Regions from separate parts of the Mus musculus genome. Here region 2 is linked to region 1. The links are chromatin contacts, called in public promoter capture Hi-C maps. All regions are on one chromosome and are shown on one strand. The core of a region is the stretch at or near the end of the contact, and the rest is flanking DNA. Distances in the headings are between cores, read along the strand shown. Region 1 holds the start of Gm34621 (a long non-coding RNA gene). Region 2 overlaps Shank2 (SH3 and multiple ankyrin repeat domains 2).

Evidence for each region. Capture Hi-C pulls out chosen DNA fragments and counts their contacts.
Region 2: a promoter capture Hi-C map of pancreatic islet shows a contact between it and region 1. The contact joins two enhancer-like sites. A contact is called at or near these places in 1 of 39 promoter capture datasets (liver), 8 of 484 Hi-C or Micro-C datasets (cerebellar granule neurons, cerebral cortex, cortical neurons and 3 more), 2 of 115 datasets of contacts at active chromatin or transcription factors (embryonic fibroblasts and embryonic stem cells) and 2 of 9 other capture datasets (adipose tissue and pancreatic islet).

What each region holds. Positions count from the first base shown.
Region 1 is chr7:144,414,113-144,420,528 of GRCm38.p6, forward strand. All of the region lies in intron 15 of Shank2 (SH3 and multiple ankyrin repeat domains 2), which reads left to right. It overlaps Gm34621 (a long non-coding RNA gene), which reads right to left and starts at 5,399. Exons shown (of 4, transcript XR_003946689.1): 1 at 4,333-5,399; 2 at 4,111-4,215; 3 at 1,562-1,656; 4 at 954-1,179. Within about 2 kb of position 1,904, at least 40 of the 459 cell types and tissues checked have an H3K27ac peak or open chromatin away from gene starts, as enhancers often do. A contact at or near this core is called in pancreatic islet, where this site is marked.
Region 2 is chr7:144,299,791-144,305,606 of GRCm38.p6, forward strand. All of the region lies in intron 7 of Shank2 (SH3 and multiple ankyrin repeat domains 2), which reads left to right. Among named protein-coding and RNA genes, the nearest start is that of Gm14372, 100 kb to the right of the region's middle. Within about 2 kb of position 2,676, at least 4 of the 459 cell types and tissues checked have an H3K27ac peak or open chromatin away from gene starts, as enhancers often do. A contact at or near this core is called in pancreatic islet, where this site is marked.

The DNA of each region.
Region 1 (6,416 bases), core at 654-3,153:
CAGGATGACAACTAGAGATTCACTCAGTCTGAGCATCTTGCTAATGCCACTTGTAAATGCTTCTAAAAGTTAAGTTGTGGACCACCCTGGGCCAAATGAGGTTCAGAATCAAAAGGAGAGAAAGAAAATGAAGGTTTCAAGAGATAACTGAAAGCTGGCCATGCTCTCTGACGTGACACACATTAAGGCAGAGAGACCCTGTTTCCTCAAGCATGACTGCTCACCAAGGAAAGCCTGGCTCTCAGCGTGTTCCTCAGTGGTTCCACCACATGGGCAAGAGCTTTGCTGTGCTTGTAAATTGAAATAATGGGCCTTTTGCTACTTGGCAGCTCCAAGAGACCTCGTCTTATGCTGGCACCAGGACAGGATCCAGGAAGAGCAGAGAGTTAGAAGGCCTGGCATTTGCTTCCTGGGGTGTAAGCAATCTAACTTTAGGATACCCGGGGTTTAGTATACCCAGTAGACTGACCCCAAGATCAAGACAGTGTGGAATTTAGACATATTTAACTACAAATATATTGAAAAAGTCAGCTGGAACTCTCTTTCAATATATTTGTGTATATGTTAGTGTATGATATCAGAGCCACTGAAAGACCATGGTGCAAAGCCGTGAGCAATTCTGGCTATAGGCCTGATGCTGAAACCTGTTCTCTTCCAGCATCCTTGGGAAAACCTCAGCTTGCGTTCATCTCCCCCTAGAGCACAGGGTAGGGAGTGCTCCAGGGAGTCCCCACCGCTCCTCTCCGAGGGTGTGGCGTATGCAAACATGGATATGCAAACATTTCATGGGTAACCTTGGCATGTCCTTCAGTTGGACAGGGCTTTTGGCTTTCAGAGCCTCCTGTCATCTGAATCTGGCCCACAGTGGAGGCAGCAGGCCTGACACACATTTTTACTGCTTCATGGATCTAAGCAGAGCACTTAGGTGTCCTGGTTAAAGTGCATAGGGCCAATGACGAGCCATGGTAGGGAGTTTACTAAGCTGCTACCACTGTCTACAGCCCAGTACCAAGCCCAAGAAAGAAGAGACAAGAGGACATCACCACAGAGGATTCTGCAGTACAGTCCTCCACAGCTGGGAAACGTAGTCATTGTCATCCACTCAGGCAGCTTGTTGATGGCCCAGGACACCAGGCGCCATATGGCACTCAGAATTTGTCATTTAAGAGAAGCACGTCCCTGTTAAGAAAGCATAGCCAGTGTTCCCTTGGGGAATGCCAGCTCTTGAGGTGAGAAATGGCCAAAACGAAACAACAGAACTATATGTAACAAGTACCACGGAGAAGACCAGGCTCCAAAAGGGCAGAACTAGGATGGAGCTGGCACTCAGAGGAAGGGTATTTCAGTGACCTAAAGTTCACACCGGAACCAGTTATGCAGAAACCAGAAGCATGGAGCCCAGGACATGATGGGTGGAGCATGTGAGGCTAGGCCAGATCAGACTCTCCATGCCCGTGGGGGGAGTCAGCGTCAACCCACCAGGCAGGGGAGTGGGCAGGCTGTGGGGACACAGGATTGCATCCAAGGGATGAAAACCACGCACAGACTTATCATGGCTTACCAGGAGTGGACTCCAGTTTGTTGACACTCCCGGGATGCGTGTCACATGAGGAAGATGCTTTCAAGGTCTGTGCTGAAGACAGGTGGTTTCTGTTGCTAGAGACAAGAGGTACCTTGGAGACACTGGAGAGCTAGACCCGGCTGCCTGTCTATAAGCACTGACTCCTCAAGCTGGCTGTGACCAGAGACCAGCCATCACATCACTCAACAGGATGAAACCTGTTCTCTTCCAGCATCCTTGGAAAAACCTCAGCTTGCGTTCATCTCCCCCTAGAGCACAGGGTAGGGAGTGCTCCAGGGAGTCCCCATGGCTCCTCTCCAAGGGTGTGGTGTACACTCTACTGCCAGCACTTTGTGGTGAGTCCACAAGGGGCAGAGTTCGGCCTTCACCTTTCTGAAGCACACAGGAAAGAAACAGTGGTACTGAGGAGGTACAGACACCCAAGGTCCCTGGGCAGGCAGCGCTCCAGGTGCTGATGGGGCTTCACTCAATCCCTGCCACCCCTGCTGTCCTCCCAGGGCAGTCCTCCGACCCTGGCCATTGTCCTCTGGCTCTCAGCTGGGTCACCAGTATTAATCAATACGATTGTTAAACTGCTGTGACCACCTGGTCCTAGAGCATGGGCTTCTGTTTCATGACGTCTCAAGCTCTCTGCACTGCCACACAGCTCTGGTACCTCAGTCACCAAGCAAAGCAGGAGGGTGATGGCACTGCCAGGGAGCAGCACTCAGTAGTGAGGTGAGCCCTGCTGGGGACAGCCTGGCACTTCCTGCCACTATCCACATATTAAGGTGACTAGTCTGCCAGAGTCTCTTCCTTTGACCACCAAACAAACGGCAGGTCTCCTTTTTAGAACATATTTATCTATTTGTATGTGCAGTGGATGTTTTGCTTGCTTGTGTGTGTGTGTGTGTGTGTGTGTGTGTGTGTGTGTGTGTACGTACGCCATTTACAGGTAGCACTTGCAGGGGCAGAAGAGGGCACTGGATCCTCTGGAACTGGAGTTACAGATGGTTGAACCATGTGTGTGGGTTCTGGGAAATGAACCTGGGTCCTCTACAAAAGCAGCCAGTGCTCTAAACCACTAAGCCGTCTCTCTAGACCCGTCAAGTCTTCTCTCTTGGTCTCATCCCTCTTTTGACAAGATCCTATCACAGGTAAACAGTTCTTCCTGAAAGTAGGTGCCTTCCTGTCCTGGCAACTTGTGAGCAGGGTGGGAACCCAGACAAGTGTGCTGAGCCTGAGACAGCTTCCTCGGCAGGAAAGCAGGCAGTGTCCCACAGCCATTCCTTCTGTGGTTATGTATTCTGTTCCCATTCTGGAGAGAGGCGTGGAGTGAGCAGAGTCCTCACAGTTCTCTGAGCCTGTGGTGACTGCAAGGCACCAGGATCAGAAGTGCTGAGGGGGTCCCAACTTCTGAGACTCAGGCAAACACATGACCTGGCTCTCCTTCCCGTGCCCCATTTGTGGAAGCCTAGATAGGCAGAGCAGCTTCATAAGAAAGCAGGCTGATGCCCAATGGGGTTCTATACCTGTAATGCCAACGCTAGGGAGGCTGAGGCAGGGGGATTTTGATAAGTTCTAAAATAACCTGGGGCTACAGTGAGACTCTGTCTCAAGTCACTAAAAAGAGGAGAGAGAGGGGGGAGGAAGGAGGGAAGACAAATAGCTTAGAATTTAGTGGCTCATACAGAGGGGAGCCTGGGACTGAGGGTCCATGCCTCAGAACCCTAGCATTAGTGCTGGCCCCTGAGGAGCCTCTGGCCCACACCTCTGCTCAGGTTCAAACTGAGTAACCACAGTGTGAGTCTGGTTGCCCTTCCATCTCCCCAGCTCATCAGCTCCTGCCAGGAAAGACAGGTGAAGAGCGTCTGTGAGCAGCTGGATTCGCTCTTGGGCTGGTTTTGTTTTGTTTCTTAATTCTCACATTTTTTAAATGAATTTGATTTTAAAAGCAGGCTAGAGATGATCCTCCCAGAGGCGGGTGTTTGTGAGTGTGTATCTATTCTAAATCAGGGTAACAGACTTCTGTATATGCCGCCCAGCAGCCCCGCCGTTGCCTAGCAACATAATGATCTGCGCACACGGGAGGATCCTGTGAGTCATCACTGTGTGATTCACCAGGAAGGAGGCAGGCTACCCAGAAGGTGCAGAGCAAAGCCGGCAGGCAGACCAGTCCAACTTAACTCAGCAGTTGTCATGCTGGGTGGGGTACCGGTAAGCCCCAAGCATGTGGCCGGACCAGATCCATGCCATTAGCCACTAGGCTGGTCACCATGTTGGGGTGTAAACGTGATACAGAGCCCTAGCCTGGGCAGGTTGGCCTGGGTCCACTGGGAACAAGATTCATTCTTTCCAAGTCAAAGCCAAGTGAGGGAAATAGCTGTGGGCCACTTGTCAGAGATCCTTTCTTTCTTCCGCAGTGCCTCATGGCACGCCAGAGAAGGCAAAGAGTAGTTCCCTTGCTCGTATGAGTGCCTGCCCCAAGCCCCCTGGGCTGCCTGCCAAGAGGGCTCTGAGGTGCATTGTTCAGCCAGGGTTCAACCTACCATGTTTCCACCCGTGAGGAGGCTGCTGCCTCTCCTTGCTTTCCAGTCAGTTCTGCAGTGTGGTCTCAACCGTTCCCTGTGTCGTTTCCATTTGCTCCCATGGTGCTGTTTGCAGAAGAGGGTCATGCTGAGCAGAAGTAAGTGCGGCGGCCTGACCAGATTTGTGTGTCCGTCCCGTCCCCCCCCCCCCCCCCCCCCGTGTGTCACTGTCTCTGCTCCTACCTCTGCTTCCCAGATTCAGCTGCCTGCTGGCTGAATCCGTCCTGACCAGAAGGCCAGCCCAGTCCAGGGTGCTGGCTTAGAGACCCTTCAGAGCAGTGCCTGGGTATCTGCTGGCCCTCAGGGGACTGGCATGCCAACCACATGGCTCCAAAATAAGGGTCAGGCCAGTGCTGGGCACAGAACTTCACAGCTCCCTCCCAATCCTTCACTGCCTTACTGGCACTCAGGAGCTCCTGTAGGACACCCCCTGCCTCCCCCATCCTGAAGTATCACATGCTAGAAATGTGCCCCCCTCCCCAGTTGCAAAGAGCCCCTGGGCAACTTCAATGCTTATCCAGGCTGAACCTGGAATGGCTTACCCTACAACCAGGAAATCGTTGGGTGACATAGCATGTTCTGCAGACCCTTAACATGTCCCTGGCCCACCTCTCCATGACTAACTAAAGCTGAATCTTTAGAGTTCCCCCGAAAGCTGCAAAGCCCAGATGGGCTTCAGGACCTTAACTTCATGAGCTGCCTCAGTCCTGTTAAGATGACCCGCACACTGCAGGGACAGGCTCTCTGAGCAAACTTTGGTGGGAGGGCACTCTTGGACTTACAGGTACCTACAGTTCCCAGAAGCCACTGCTGCAGGTCCAGTGCTCCCACCCACAGCAGAGTCCTAGTCCACTGAACTCACACCTGCAATGTCCAGGTCTCCCCTGCAATGTCCAATATTTGAAGTAATCATTGCTAGCCCTAGTAGGAATAGTCCATAGAACAGAGAGGTCACCTGCTAATGGCTTCATCCAGACACACAGCAGGCTAAGAAAACAAACAACATCCCAGGAAGAGAAAGAGGCAGTGGAAGGTCCAGGGACAACTGTATGTTGCCTCAGACTCTTTCCCCTCACTTATGATCTGAGGAGGTCCTAGTCTGCTAGTATGTATGTGCCCTGCAAGGGAACTAAGTAAGGGGTCCCTAAAGTTCAGTGGACTGACACCATAGTAAGGAGTTTAGCTCAAAGCAGGCCCTGTGACATCACACCCAGAATCCCCACCCTGACAGTTATGAGGTGGACTGGGGAGCCCTCAGTTCTTACCAGTTTTATGCAGGGCATGAAGGCGGGGCTAAACTCTCAGCCATTTCAGTCTAGCTTGTGCCCATGGCAGGATGGACCTTTCCAGAAATGAGAGGTGTGTGGTGTGTCTACATTCACGTGGGTGAGCCCAGGTCAAGAGACACACCTACTTTCTTTAACCTGGTGGTTGTCTGCAGTTTGGCAATAGAGCAGGAAGCAGTGCTTAGAGAGAGGCTTCACCTTCCTAGGTGTGTGACTAGAAAGTCTTCAGCAGCCCTGACTAACATGGTCAGAGAACACATTTCATAGAATGACCACCCCCAGATAGATGGGTGAGAAGAACTTCCTAGTCACTCAGGACCTCCTCCCAGTGCAAGTCACCCACCTACAGCAGGCCTGATAGGCTCTGTGAGAGTTGAACCTGTCTCTCCCTATTCTGAGGACTTCACTTACCCAAATGTAGCAGGAAGGACACCACTGGGAAAAGGACCTTCTGTCTGCTATGGTAATAGGGACAGACGACCCTGCCAGCAAGTCTCTGCCTGCAGGGAGTGCACTGCTATACCCTGAAGCCTGCTGTCAAACCTTCCAGTCAGTGGTAGGCAAGGTTCCCTATGAAGAGGCCACCTGCAGAACTTACCCTGGGACACACTAGCAACCTCTGTGCCCTGAGCATCCAGGGAAAATCTCTTCCAACCCTACGTCCCAATTCTGAAGTAGGGCTGGCCCTGCATTTGTCTGAAACCCAAGAAATTTAACCCTGAGCAGACCCCTGACAGGCTGCTGAGAAAGGGCCCCTGGGAGGTGTATGTTGTTGCAGAGGGCCTGAGCTCATTCTGGCCTGCACAGAGGGTCTCTCCAGGCGCCTCCCAGCCTGGTCCAGGTGAGTGGTTGGCTTGCTGTGCTGTGCTCCACCTACATCCCTCTGACTGGCATGGTTGTCTGTATCACTGCCAGTGCAGACCCTCTGCTGTGGTGTGGGTGCCTCCCCCTCCCATCCCATGAGCCTCAGTGACCCAGAAG
Region 2 (5,816 bases), core at 1,426-3,925, 110 kb before region 1:
GTCCACTTAGCAAATATCTACCACGGACCCTCACTGTGCAGAAGCAATGGTAACTGGAGAGGAAACAAAGCCCGACCCACAGAGGCCAAGCTCAACACACAAGTCTTGCAACACAACACTTACTGCAGGAAACGTATGGACTGCAAGAACACAGCATTAGGCGAAATGTCTGTGTCTCCCGAGCACCCTCTCTGCAGCAAGCAGCTTTCTTGGAATTTCTCCTTCATACACTCACATGCTCAGTTTAGTTAAAATAGTTCTGTCTTCTCCTTTTTCTTTTTTGTTTTGTTTTGTTTTGTTTTGTTTTGTTTTGTTTTGTTTCTTGAGACAGGGTTTCTCTGTAGCCCTGGCTGTCCTGGAACTCACTTTGTAGACCAGGCTGGCCTTGAACTCAGAAATCCGCCTGCCTCTGCCTCCTGAGTGCTGGGATTAAAGGCGTGTGAGCTCAGGCATCCCTGGCAGATAGTGTCTCAGAGCCTCACCTGGAACGGAGCTGGAAAAATAATTCAGAGCAAGGGGAGGTGCTGACTTGGCAGGTTGAGCATCCTTGCAAAGTGAAGCTCAGCTCTGGCCCCAAGAACAGGCAAGATGAGGAGCCACCATGGCTTCTTGCAGCCTTCCGCTCTGGGTCTGGCTGAGTACACATCCGTGTCTGAGGGTTGGGTGCTTCTCTCAGCCCACAAGGCTTGCTGGCTGCTGTTGGGTACAATGATCCTCGAAGTCCTGGCTCACTCAGCAAGTAAAGCTCCTCAGTCACGGTCCAGGATCAGCCAACATCCTTCTTGGCCCTAATGATAAAAGGGGCACATGTCTGAGGTCCAAAAGGAGGTCGTGAATCTCCATGAGGCATGTGCAGAACATGGAGGGAAGTGCTCAGTGAGAATGTGCTGAAAGATGCATCCATTCACATGTCTGTCCACCTCCCAGCTCCCTTCCACCCTCCCATTCACCCATCCTTCCACCCATTCACTCATCTGTTCCTCCATCCATTCATCCATCCACCCACCCTCCCATCCACCCATTCACCCATCCAACCAATTTTGATCCAACAACCCACCCTCTCATTCATCTATCCATTCACCCATCTATTCATCCATCCATCCATCCTCACATACATACATACATACATACATACATACAACATACATACATACATACATACATGCTCCCATCTGTCTATCCATTCATCCACCCATTTTTCATCGATCCACCCATTCATCTCTCTGTCCATAAATTAATCATCCTATCCACTTAACCACCCATCAGTCTACCCAGAATTTATATCTCCATCCCTCCCATCATTCATTCATCTATCCACTCACCCACCAAGGGTCCATTCAGTCATTCAATTGGGGGTGTAGCTTATTGGTTCCCATCAAACCCTTCTTGTTCACATGATAAAGAAATGGGAGCCTTAGCTGATATGGTATATTTGTGGTGCAGATACTAGATGATAAGGAAAGACAGAAACAAGAAAGATGGGGATTTGGCAGAAATGATAAAGTAACAGCAGTAAAAAGCCCGAAGACAGATCTATTATGTACCAGTGTGTAGAGTCAATCCTCAAAGAGGTGGTGCCATGTGCTCCTGCTCAGATTCCTATCAGTAGCTAGGAAATACCACTAGAGATGGGAAACCTGAGAACCTCTCCTTGGCATGTGGACCTTAATTCTCTGGAACTCCTTCTCAGCAGCGACTGGGGCCACAGTGTGCATCTGAGTTACATATCTGGATCTGGATCAGCTTTGATATGTGGGCTGAGGGTTTGGGTTAGTGTCTGGTGACGTAGGTATGGGTGAGACCTGTAGCCCATGTCTCTGGCTCTGTCACACTCAGGGCTCAAGGACTTCCAAAGTAAAGCAACTGTAAAAGAAGAAACTGGGGGTGTAGAGGGACACTGGTGACATCATCACATGGGGAAGGCCCAGAGAGTTCTATGCACTGAGAGATGAGCTGTAGCCACAGGGTGCACCAGTGTTGATGGTGGACAACCTGCTCGTGCACCTGGGCTGGGACAGACTTGGGGGGAAGGGCTGGCAGTGCCTTTGACCAGCTGGCCATGTAGAGCCAGGCACGTCAGACAGCCAGATGGACCTTCCCCATCCTGCCCGGAAGAGCAAATCATTCCAGCCCACGGCACATGATGGACCACTGACAGAAATAAGCAGAGAGCATAAAGGCCCCAAGACATAGAAAACCAGAGCATTTCTAGACCTTTTGGGCACCATTCTGCAAGATGTTGGGTCTACATAGTGCTGAGGTCAATGGCAGTGAATGTTTCTGTCATCGTTCTGTGGGCGTGCTGTAGTATGCTGATGGTGCCAGCATCTCCTCACCCTCAAAGGCTCCAGGAGGGAAGCTAAGCACATGGGGAAACTGAGGGTGAGCATGATGTAGTCAGGAGATGTTATGGTAAGGCAGTGATGGGGCAGAACTCAAGCCCACATCCAACACTGGATCCACAGTTCCCAAACACTGTTATTCCAGGGCAGCAAAAACACTGGGGACTCTTGGGGATCCTGGCTACCCCGAGGTGGGGTCAGCCCAGCTCGCTCTGCCTAGCCTCAGCCTTCCAAGCTTGTCTCCACAAACCAGAAGTGGTCATTCGGTTGGTCACAGCACATGAGTTAACTCAACCTCCAGGCCTGGTGGCAGGCAGTGCACCCTCCAAACCATGGTATACGCCTCATTACCTCCTTGCAGTTATAATAGCAGTTCGGCCACTGTGGCACCCACACGGGGTGGGCAGTAATTTGTTTTAATTCCTGTGTTTGCCTGACCTCATCTGCTCCGGGAAGAAATCTTATTTATTGTCAGTTAACGTTCCCTGAGTGGTTTTGATGAGCCTTCCAGATAAAATGGCCTGAGCTGTCCTTCTGTTGGGTCCTTTTCCCCAGAGAGCAGGCTGAAGGCCCTGTGGCCATTCCTATGCCAAGCTTGTTCTCTCTTCTTGCCCCAGAATTCTGGCGTCTGGCTGCAGGGGCTTTCATAGACCCTGCCTCCCCCACCCCCATTCATGATGCTCCTTGATCTTTTGGTTAATTGCAGACATGTCTATCATCCCTGCCAGGTCATCTCTGTCTTTCTCATTTTCTGGTGGATATGTGTGTGTGTGTGTGTCTGTGTCTGTGTCTGTCTATGTCTGGGACACAGATGTGGGTCAAAAAAGCAGGAGCTGTTGTCTGTTGAGGACATGAACAAAGAAGGCATTAATGAGACTGGAAAGACAGGTTGATGGGTAAAATGGGTGCCATGCAAACCGAGGATCTGAGCTCGGATCCCCAGAACCTATGTAAAAATCTGGCTCTGGCTGTGTGTGTCTATTATCCCAGCACTCCCACAGAAAGACTGAAGGTGGAGACAGGAGGATCCCCATAAGTCTCACCATAGACTTGTGTTCATAGCAGTGCATGAGAAACCTTGTTTCAAGAAAGGAGAAGACACCAGGGGTTGTCCTTCACATATGACATGGCCTACATGTGCACATACATGCACCATACACACACACACAGAGGATTTTTGTTTGTTTTTTTTAATTTTGTTTTTAAGTAAAAATAGATGGGAATAAAATGACCTGAGCAAACTTGGGCTCTGAGACCAGGTGAGATTTGACAATCAGGGGTGTGTGGGTGGGTGTGTCTGTGTGTATGTCTGTATCTGTGTCTGTGTGTGCATCTGTATCTCTGTGTGTGTCTGTGTGTCTGTATCTGTGTGTCTGTATGTGTGTGTCTGTATCTGTGTGTGTCTGTATATATGTATGTGTGTCTATGCATATATGTGTGTGTATCTGTGTGTCTGTATATATGTGTGTGTATGTGTGTGTGCCTGTGCATTTCTCTGAGTGTCTGTATGTGTGTATATCTGTCTCTGTATGTGTGTGCCTCTGTGTATGTGTGTGTGTGTGTGTGTGTGTGTGTGTGTGTGTGTGTGTCTGTGTTCTCCTATTTGATAGGTCTCTTGTTGTTTGGCCACTGTGGATACCAAGCTACTTGGCCCATGAGCTTCCAAGGATTCTCTTGCTTCCACCCCACATCCTGTTGTGTTGCACTAGGATTAGAGACACACACCATGTCCAACTCTCTGTTGGTTCTGAGGATCCAAACTCAGTTCCTCACACATGTTTGACAAGTACTCCCCTTCCCCCCAAGCCATTTTCCAGGCTCACACAAAAGTTTCTAAGATGGGAGAGAGTGGAGAACAGAGAAGAGATGGTTCACAGGCAGCTGTGGTGAAGCTGCTGTGTTGGGATGGCATTCGTGCTTTCTTCAAAAGTTTGCACAAAATACTGCCCACACCCTCATGTGGCCAAGGATAGCTCTGATGTAGTCCAACACAAAACTGTAAGCTTAAAACACTATGAAGAGACTTGGTGATTTTTTTTGTTTCAGAGTGAACACTCAATGTCAAATGGCTGAAGAGATCATAAATACCAGGAAGAAATCATGAAAGGCAGCTGGGGTGGCAGCTGACACTGTGACCCTAGCACTTGGGAGGCCGTGGCAGGAGGATTGCCATGAGTTCAAAACTGGCCTGGAGTACATAGTAAATTTCAGGCTAGCCTGGTCTACAGAGTGAGAGCCTATCTTAAGAAAGGAAAGTTCTGGAAGAACTGAGACATGCCTTCTGATCATGGGGTTACCTTAAAACAGGGCAGGAAGGGAGTGAGGGAACAGGGACCCAGCTCTCTCCCTCCCCCTCCCCCTCTCCCTCCCCTTTCCCCTCCCCCTCCCCTTCCCTCCCTCCTCTCCCTCCTTCTCTCCCTCCCCCTCCCTCTCTCCTTTCCCCTTCCCCCTCCCCTTCCCCTCCCCCTCCTTCTCTCCCTCCCCCTCCCTCTCTCCTTTCCCCTTCCCCCTCCCCTCCCCTCCCCCTCAAGTTGCCATTTTCTTCTTATATATCTTTTATGTATATATTGTATATCTAAGAGCAAGCAAGCCCAGGAAATCACAGCTCTCAGCCCAGGGGTCTCTACTGCTTATTAGTCATGCAGAGCTTGCTTCTGTCATTCTCCACCTCTGTCTGGTGCTACAGGAAGTCCAGTGTACACTCCCTTGATGTTATTTCTCTAGGCTGAAGGATGGTGATGGCTGGTGAGGTCCATGTCAGTGGGCAGGAAGAGCACCCAGTAAAAACACAGGCCGTGGTACATCTTCAGCTAGCATGGACATGAGAGGCACATCTTGAGCTTGTGTGGACTTGGGAGGCATGTCCTCCTCTAGCAAATACACTGAAAGTACACCTTACTGCACCCCTAATGCCATTAGCCAACCTCAGCCACCTCCTCATAAGTAAGCTGAGCCACCGTTCCACCCACAAAAGCAGCTTCCTCTGGGATAGAATCAGTGTGGGCCCTGTTCCATCCACAGTCACTGCTAAGTGGACCTTTGTCACTGCCTAGCTGCTATATCCTCTGGGACCCAATCTCCAGCCAGCTCTGCAAACATAGATTTAAATTCAGATGGAATGGGAAATCAGCTACTGGGCCCAGGGGCACTGTTAAGGAAAGAGTTTCTCTCTTTCCAGCCCAATGGCCCAGTGCTAAGCAAAGGCTGAGGTCAGGGCACTGGGCAAGAAGTCCTGGGATGCTTGGATCTGGGTTCCTTAGACCCTGCTGACAACTGGAGAAATGTGCAACAGGGGGCCTCCCTGAAGAAAGCTGTGGCATGTGGTGTGTCCCAGCCTCTGTCCTATGAGCCTTGCTTGCCCTAGCACATGGAGCCCTGTGCTTATCTCCCTCCCAGAAGCATCTGAAATGAGCCACCTGAAAGAGTATAACCAGTGAGAACAGACAGATCAGCCCCTTTACCCAGCAAAACCCT